2 separate regions of the Mus musculus genome follow, and region 1 is linked to region 2. A link is a contact called in public HiChIP or PLAC-seq data. All regions are on one chromosome and are shown on one strand. The core of a region is the stretch at or near the end of the contact, and the rest is flanking DNA. Distances in the headings are between cores, read along the strand shown.

Evidence for each region. HiChIP or PLAC-seq counts read pairs in DNA pulled down with a chosen protein or histone mark.
Region 1: a RAD21 HiChIP or PLAC-seq map of pro-B cells shows a contact between it and region 2, with 8 times the contacts expected there. The contact joins two enhancer-like sites.

Annotation. Positions count from the first base shown.
Region 1 is chr2:125,023,820-125,028,196 of GRCm38.p6, reverse strand. No RefSeq gene overlaps it. Among named protein-coding and RNA genes, the nearest start is that of Slc24a5, 42 kb to the left of the region's middle. Within about 2 kb of position 1,381, at least 9 of the 459 cell types and tissues checked have an H3K27ac peak or open chromatin away from gene starts, as enhancers often do. A contact at or near this core is called in pro-B cells, where this site is marked.
Region 2 is chr2:124,296,247-124,300,882 of GRCm38.p6, reverse strand. It overlaps a transcript of Sema6d not described here. Among named protein-coding and RNA genes, the nearest start is that of 4930583P06Rik, 76 kb to the right of the region's middle. Within about 2 kb of position 1,877, at least 25 of the 459 cell types and tissues checked have an H3K27ac peak or open chromatin away from gene starts, as enhancers often do. A contact at or near this core is called in pro-B cells, where this site is marked.

The DNA of each region.
Region 1 (4,377 bases), core at 132-2,631, 730 kb before region 2:
ATCAGCTCGGTATTGAAAAGCATCCCAGCATCCCGGGGTTCTGCACAATTGTTGTGCATAACTAAAACAGCATTTTTAACCTAATAGTGTTAGATTTCTTTAACTGTATTTTTGACAAGTTTTTTTGGACAAGTGTGTGGGAACTTACACCCTGGGACAGAAAGTGGAGAACTCTGAAGAACACAGCATCTGGGTCTCTGTCAAAAGCTAGACCATGTGAAAGCCTTTACATATCTACTGCATACAGGGAATGTCTCTGACCGTCACATAGGCTCTCACAATTAAAGAAACCTGTACCTGGCGAAGCATAGAAATACATCCCCTGTAGCACCGAACATGGCAGTATGTTTCATCATTAAAAAGAAAAGAAAAAAGGAAAGCACAGAGCCTATTGTGCTACATTTACCTGTGCCGAGCAGGTTCATCTCAGATCAGGATGGAAATGTTTGTAATCTGGCCAGCCTGTCTGCCACACCGTCTATACTACTTACACTCTGGGTTTGTTGTTCGCCTGTGTGTTCCCATCTGTGCTTGCTGTTCCTTTCCGTGCTGGCCCTGTTGATGACAAGCCCTCTTCCCAAAGCCTATCATCAGCTGGGTCCTCTTCTGTCCACCACACACCCTCCTTTTGAGGGCATTGCTAGGTCCTCCTGAGCTGCCCATCCTAGCTGCAAGTCAACCTGCTCTCACCTTATATTTATTTATTTGTCAGAGGACAACTTCTTTGCAGGAATCCATTTTCTTCCTCTGTCTTGTGCATCCATTGTCCTCAGACTTGATGACCAGTGCCTTTATCAGGTGATCCATCTCACTGGCCTCTGCTCTCACATTTGACATCATTCTTTTGCCACAGAAATTTGGGGTAACCTCTTTAACAATGGTGACAATCTCAAAGCTCTCCCTTTGATACAATACAGCCTACATTAGACAGAAATTAGCTTACATTTTCTACCCCAGAAAAAAGTATCTTCTTTGTTCTTAAAATAAGCACATATTTTAAAATGGAAAACCTCAGACCTGGCTAACATATGTGTACATGTTTGTGATATGCATGTAAAAGATAAAAGAAAAAAAATTATTTGAGTAGAATTCTCAGGCAAAGAATGTACATGTGCCAAAAGTTGGCATGTGTTATCAAAATGATCTTTGGAAAGACTCATAATTTATTCAATGAAATTGACTGAGACACCAGTATGTGCTGGGTCTCTGTGGAGTCTGGTGTGCTACTGAAGAAAGAGTCACAGTGTTGTTGAGAGGAGTTGTAGAGAGGAGTTGACTCAATTGAAAGTTCACGGATGGCTTTCTAAAGGAAGAGGAATTAAAGGGAAGGCCGTAGTAATGAGGGAGAGAGAAGCGCTGTGTCGGGGCCTTACATAAACACAGCTGCACAGGAAGTGAAGAGAGCTCGCTTGGAAATGCGCGTGGGGGTGGGGGCTGAGAAGGTTGGGAGGATGGACAGAGACCCAGCCACAGGTCGGCTTAGAGGTAATGACAGGGATCCCACTCTATTCTTCTTCACAGGAAGAAGGGGTGTAAGCAGGATCTGAAGATCACCTTCATATCTCGAAAGGATAATTCTGGCCGAGTAGCGAGAACTGAGTAACAGAAGCAAGATGGAAGACAGGCTGATAAGCTAGGAGGTTGGTCAGAATCCAAGCAGCAAGTGAGATAGCTTAAGCTAATCAGAGTTACAGACGGCGTGGTCAAGGCACGAGCACAGAGAGCACATAAGCTTGTGATTTTTCTTAATAAAAGCATATATACTATATTTCTTTATGCTTTTTCCCAACTCAGAGTCTGTGTATAGGTCTATGACATATAGTATACATAATGGAATATATATTATATATATAATTTATAGTATTATATGTAATATTCCCTCTTTTGGTAATGATTGCGGTTGAGCACTTTTTCTGTACTTCACTGACTATTTTCATTTTTACTTATTTCTTCTGAATTACCTGCTTACCCTTCGGCCATTTTCTTACTGAGGTGTGTATTCTCTTTCTTTCCAGCATGTAGTCCAGGTCTGCATGCTTCATTTTCATTATCATGTGCTTGCTGTCTCCGCTGATTGATGAGAACGTCTCAAGTTTTATTTATTATTTGATTAAATATGCAAATAAATTCTTATCATGTTGATAATAGAGAGAGCTTAATAAGAACCCAAGTGCAACATCAAGGCAAAGTTAAACCAACTTAATATACCTAACGGATAACTGACAGCCAACGGTGTGTATGATATATGTTGTCTAATTCAGTGTGTGTGTATGTGTATGTGTGTATGTACCATAGCCAAATAAGACAGTGTTTATCTTCATTATTTCTGGTTTGGTATGATACTTAAAACCTTTCCCTCATCTGAAAGTTATAGTAAGTTATCCTGCATTACTTTTACAACCATATTATTTTCAGGTTATATCAAAGAACATTCGAACCAGACTTCTCGATCCTCTGTACCCCCAGCTTTACCAGATGGACAATAAAAAATAGCACTGAGATACTGCTTAGGATATAAAACCAGCAATGTGAAATTGGCCCTGCGTCAGCTTCTGCTACTCTCAATGGCTTTGACTTTGCAGCTAATATGGATACAGATCAAGGTCTTCCCTAGGTTAACAGACGATTTCTCCATAGATGGACCAAGGGGATACCAGATCATAAGTCTTCTGCAGGCAGAAAGCACGTCTATTTAGTTTTTTTGGTACCTATGTGGCTGGGCCTCATGAAGAGCTTCAGCACAGCACGATTCATGCATTGCTCCCATGCGAACAGCACAAATTCTCACCCCAGTGGGGAGGCCTGGCGTTCCTTGGTGGTATGAGGCAGTTAGGGAGAGTAAGCTTTCTCCCAGCAGCCAGATAGTGTGGCAAGCACAATGACATGGTAGAGAAGTATTTCTATTGCTTTCCTTTCCTCCAAACTCTCTGCAAAGGGAATCAAAAGCCCAAACAACAATGCCCAACCCCTCCCTGAGAAATACCAATAACGGGGATGGTATTTTTCTTCAAATCTCCCTTAAGGGTTTGCATTTATCTTGGCTGCATCCTTGATTTTTTTTTTCAGAGATTTATTTATTATATGTAAGTACACCGTAGCCGTCTTCAGACACACCAGAAGAGGGTGTCAGATCTTATTATAGATGGTTGTAAGCTACCATGTGGTTGCTGGGAATTGAACTCAGGACCTCTGGAAGAGCAGTCGGTGCTCTTAACCACTGAGCCATGTCTCCAGCTCTGCATCCTTGCTGTTTTATCATGGATTTCTGCATATAACACAGTCAGTCGGTGCTAGTGGCCTCCATGGACCGGGTGGAAAGCCCCAGCTGATACCTCCCCATGCACTACTTAGATGGAACTACAATTTCCCTTTCCAATTCCCGTTTAGCCTTTCTGTGCTGGTGGCTTTCAGCTGGACACAAACCTTCAGCTTCTTTGTGGATGTTTATCTCCTCTCTGAGCAAAAGGACACAGGGGACTGGGATGCTTGTACAACACTGGACAAAGTCCATTTGAAGAGTTTTGGTTGCAAGGAGCAGGGTGGGTTGACCCTCAGTTTCCTAATCTGAGAACAGCAGAGAAAAGAGCTGCAGATGTTTGGGTAGAGCAAGCGGTCCAGATGTCCACTAGGTGCTCCCACAGTTTGTCATAAGAGGACGTAATTTTCCAGCTGTCGAGCTGCTTCAGGCTTCTGGTCTCTCTTGGGCTGTTGACAGGAAGATTCCTCGAGCATCCTGGACAACAAAAAGGCAGACTTTGTCCTGATTTTCTTGCCACAGTAAAGTTCTCAGAATGTAGGTTCTTCGCTGTTTTGAAAGTCTGGTTGATGGCTCCCTGGTATCTCTTCAAATGCTTCAGTCTGTGAGTTACAGCTTCGCTGACCTCTCTGCAGGGTGGGACAACGGCAGACAACATCTGTGGTCCACAGTAAAGAGGCAGCAGATCAAAGCTGCAGCTGGGTAATGGCTCCGTGGTGTTGGTGTGGCTATCTTGAGGGTGATAATAAAAGGGAGAGAGAAAGTGAAATGAGGAAAAAAATATCCCAAATTCCCAAACAAAGGCAGATGTTTTTTCTTAGCGTGAAAGTTATCAGTTCAGAAATTTGACAGAATAATAGCAAAATGAATACTTCACTGGATTAGAACAAATCAAAAGACATTTTATTGAGAAATTGACCCCTCAAAGAAATAAACCCCAAATCCTCTCTATTCTGAAGGTTCTTGCTTTCTCCCCCCCCTCCCCTCCCATCCCTTTCCTCTCCCCTCCCCTCTTTTCTCTTTCCTTTCTTCCATTTAAAAATGGCTCTTCAATATAAACCTATAACTTTCCCACAGGCTCAGGGTGGGCTGGCCCACAGATGTGGTGGATGGAACCCCAT
Region 2 (4,636 bases), core at 628-3,127:
GTGAATAATGAAAAAAATGACATTGGAATGGAAATGGATATTACTGGATGATATTTCTATGTCAGTCTCTCTCTCTCTCTCTCTCTCTCTCTTTCTCTCTCTCTCTTTCTGTGTGTGTGTGTGTGTGTGTGTATGTGTTCCTCCATTCCACTCTCATTCTACTGCAAGCCCTTTCTTGCCCTTCCAAATTCTAGAAAGCCTGTTCAGGTTAATTTCTACTTCTTATAGTATCTAAGATATTGTTTGTGTATATGTGTGTTTAATTAAAACTTTATTATAAAGAATTTGTGAATAAAAAACATCTCGGACTGAAATCAACCAGACCCAAAGTCCATCTCTCTCAAATGAACTGCTATTCAGTAAGAACAACCATTCTGAAGCTGCAGAGCTTCAAGTTAGACTTTTCATTTACCATGGGCGTATTTTGGGTGGAAAATAAGTGTACAAGAATGTATTAAATAGTATCTGCAGTTTAATGACACTGCTGTTAAAAAGTTTACTTAAGTTCTACATCTAGGTAAGGAAACCACGACTCATGCATGGGAAAAACAAAGGTTTGGTGATAGCTTCTAGGAAGCACAGATAATAATGCACTGAATGAAATATGAAAGGCAATTTTTAAAAAGAAAAGTCAAAAGGATTCCATGACAATTAGATGTAAGACATCATAATGGAAGCAGGCAAGATACCCCAGTGGGTAAAGGCACATGCCATCAAACATGGTGTAACTGAGTTGTACCACTGGATCCCATATGATGGAAGGAAAGAACTGACTCCAAGAAGCTGTTCATAAGGGCCCACACATATATACACACAGTGACTAACTAACTAACTAACAACTAACTAATTAACTAACTAACTAACTAACTAACTAACAAAAATGCTATGTGACATTGCATGGCCAGTCCTGGTATCAGTTTAAATAACACATCTTCTAGCTTCCCGCATTTTCACTGTCATTTTTTCATTATTCACAAGCAGATTTTAAGAAACACAGGCATCAAAGCAAAGGTAATGTAACAATATAACTAAATAAAGTAGTAGGCAATTTGAGAAGAAGATACTTAAAAGCTAAATACATCAGATTCATCATTTTCAAATTCACAAATACAAAACCATGCCTGTTGTATAAAAGCATCCAATGAAATGGCAGAGAGTCACAATCCGATCAATGTACCATGAACATGCTGTTAGACTTCATTAAAATGAGGACTCAGAAGAATATGAGAACTATTTTAAGGCAGTGTTCTTCAGAGAACCAGATGTGCTGAAGATAGCCACACACTATGGAGAGAGATCAGTCTCAACTTGAAGTGAATGAGAAGCAGGCATTATTTCAAAATTTAGCCTATTAACTTCAACAACTCAAAGCTCCACAAATTCACTAACGTCTAGATGATGTGACTGTACTAAAAGTGCCCTGACTACTCCTTGGTGCAATGCCTACTTTATATTAGAATGTATACAGATACTGGGATTCCTTCTAGAAACGTTGTAAATATTTAGTTACTGGTGGTTTCAGCATTTATTTCCTGGCATCTGATCTAAGAGTGTATATGTATGTGTACACGCATACACATAAACACAGATACATAGGAGTGAAAGATTTCTATTTTTAAAACCATTTTTCAATAACATGTGTGCTCATCTGCTGGTATCTTCAACATTATAACAGTGTTTTGAAGTCACAGCACACAGATGTGCCTCTACTGGCAGCAAGTGTCCAGTGTGGAGGCCTCTCCACCAGCGCCAGATAGTCTTCTTGTTATGCAATCACTTAATTAACTACAGACTTCATTCCCTTACAACCCAATCTCAAGACTCATGCTAAGGCTGTTACTGCCCCCTATAGAACTTAAAATAGCCACTTCCTCTTTTCTCCCACTGACAAAGACTATGTGTTCTGACAGCCAATATTTCATCTCAATAGAAACAGCTCACTGTAGGAAGTGAAAATCATGTCCCTTTTTGGTCCAATTGTACAACTTAAGGAACTGCAGATATTACTTAATTTCTCTCTTTTAATCCAGTGTAACCCTACTATGTTTGATGTTTAAGGATTAATCATGGAGTTCTCTTGTGCTTTCTTTAGTTTTGGTAAGATAATTTACAGGAAAATGTATAGATCAAAACATATTTACCTAAACAATTTCATTTTGCATCTAGTACAGAAATCCAGATCTCTGTAACATTTTCTGTGTTTTGTTATTATATCTTTAAATCTTACCACTGCAAGCAAACGTGAAAATCCTTAAATTGCTGGCCTCAGAGTTCCCATGTCAACTGGCATCTGCTCAGGTTGGAGTTCCTGCCAAAAGTCAAAGACAAACATTTATGAGACAGAGCCTGATGGCTGATTATTTAATCCCGTGTGTCCAGCACTGCCAGCATGCGTGGGTTTCAACTGCCTGCTGCTACTTTAATAATAAGCCCTCTTACATCCAGCTGAATGCAGTGTACCAATGGATGCTTCCCCCTGCTCTAATAAGAGACCGATTATCGATCTTCACCTAGATGGTCCCATTGAGACCAGGCATTCATGAATACAAACAGAAAAAGAAAAATGGCACACTGAATAATTAGCTTTAATAAATAGGAGCATAATTTCTATGAAGAAAATAGTGGCCAATCTAATTATGAGGGCAATTTTGCTGAATATTTTGTAAGAGGTATAGGGTACCAAATATATTCAACAGTCAAACTAAACAGCAGTCTCCAAATTCTGTCTCTTCCCTTGGCACAAGCTTTGGAGGCTGGGATGGAGCACCTTGCTCTAACCACTCTACTGGGATAGACAAATACGGACCCAGAAATGGACACGCTGAAATGAAAGAAAAATGAATCTTATGAACAAAGTGTAAAAACTTAAAGATAGCATGGTGAGAAATAATTGAATTAATGTTTAATCAGTTCATTTAACCTGAGATACCTTAAATCAAAAAAATAAAAATAAAAAGATGAAAAAATAAAAATAAATTAAAAAAAAGATGACACAGAGCCTGGAGATATAGCTCAGCTGGTCAAGTGCCTTCCAGAGGAGCAGGAGGGGCTGTGTTAAACCCCCAGTTCCCACCAAAAGGCTGTGCATAGTACATGCCTGTAACATCAGTGATGGAGGAAGGCACAGAGACAGACTTACCCAACATCCTAGCCAATATGTGAGCACTTGGCCCAGGGAGGAGACCATGATAGCCTACACACACACACACACACACACACACTTCATTGGATCAGATTTGAGAGACTCTGGGATCTCTCAGTTCTGCTCTGATGTTCCAAGTCATTAGAGGGCACCTGACTGGATTGTCTATGCATCCAAATATATATATATATATATATATATATATATATATATATATATATATATATATATATATATATATATATTTGCTCTGAGGTAACAGATACCAGTTTCCTTATTTTTCACGGATGACATAAGCACATACATACATACATTCATTTACCATCTGAGATATTTTAAAGCTAGAACATACAGTGCTTAGTCCCTCTGATATAGGTTTGTGTTTTAGAAGCACATGACTATTCATGATAGCTTTTTGATGGAAAAAGAAGACATCAGCCTTATATTTACCATCTGCTGAATTTTTTAATGAATAAATATACTTGATTTTTTTTTAGTAAGTCAAAAATATGGATCAATATTAAGGATGCAAGTTTTCACTTATAACTTTGGAAGAGTTCTTGAGCCTTCTTTCCAAAAGATCCTGAATCAGGATCTGGGCCGGCTCCCGGAAGAGGCCATCCTGTTGTGCCTCACCCAAAGAGCCAGCTCATGACTCAGCAGTGAGGCCCCGATGAGATGCACTTGGTGAGAAAGCCCCTTTCAGTGAAGCTGTCACCTTGTTGAGTTTGCTGATTCTGTCAGCACAGGCTGAGCTCGGAATTTAGTGGGAGAGTTGGTTAGAAGGCGTCAGATGTGGTACTTAAAACAGAAGCTGGCTTAAACCTTTGCCATCAGCAGGACAGGGAGAGTTTGTGTGGGTGGCAGGATTGCTTCATGCTTGTTTCAGTTGTGTATTAAATAAATGATATTTTGAAACCCAGGAAGCAGACACAGATACCCCACCACATACACATACTGTCATTATTTAGTCAAAACCTTGAGAAACAGTATTTTGCATGAGGGGCTTGAATCTTTTCTTCCTTAGAGAGTTGGTAAAGCTCATGTGTTTATTCATTTGATGAATTTGCCACTTATCTCATCGCTCACACCAGAATGTGCAACTTCTTATCAGACCTTATCTTTTTATTGGATATTTTCTTTATTTATATTTCAAATGTTATCTCCTTTCTCAGTTTCCCTACCTCCCAGAAACACCATATCCTATCCTCCCTTCCCCTACTTCTATGAGGGTGTTCCTCCACCCACCCACTCCCACCTCCCTTCCTTCAGTTCCCCTACACTGGGTCATCTATTGAGCCTTCTCCTCCCATTGATGCATGACAAGGCCATCTTCTGCTACATATGCTGCTGGAGCCATGTGTAGTCCTTTGTTGATGGTTTAGTCCCTGGGAGTTCTGGGGGAGGGGGTCTGGTTGGTTAATATTGTTGTTCTCCTATGGGGTTGCAAACTCCTTCATTTCTCTAACTCCTCTCTTGGGGACCCCATGCTCA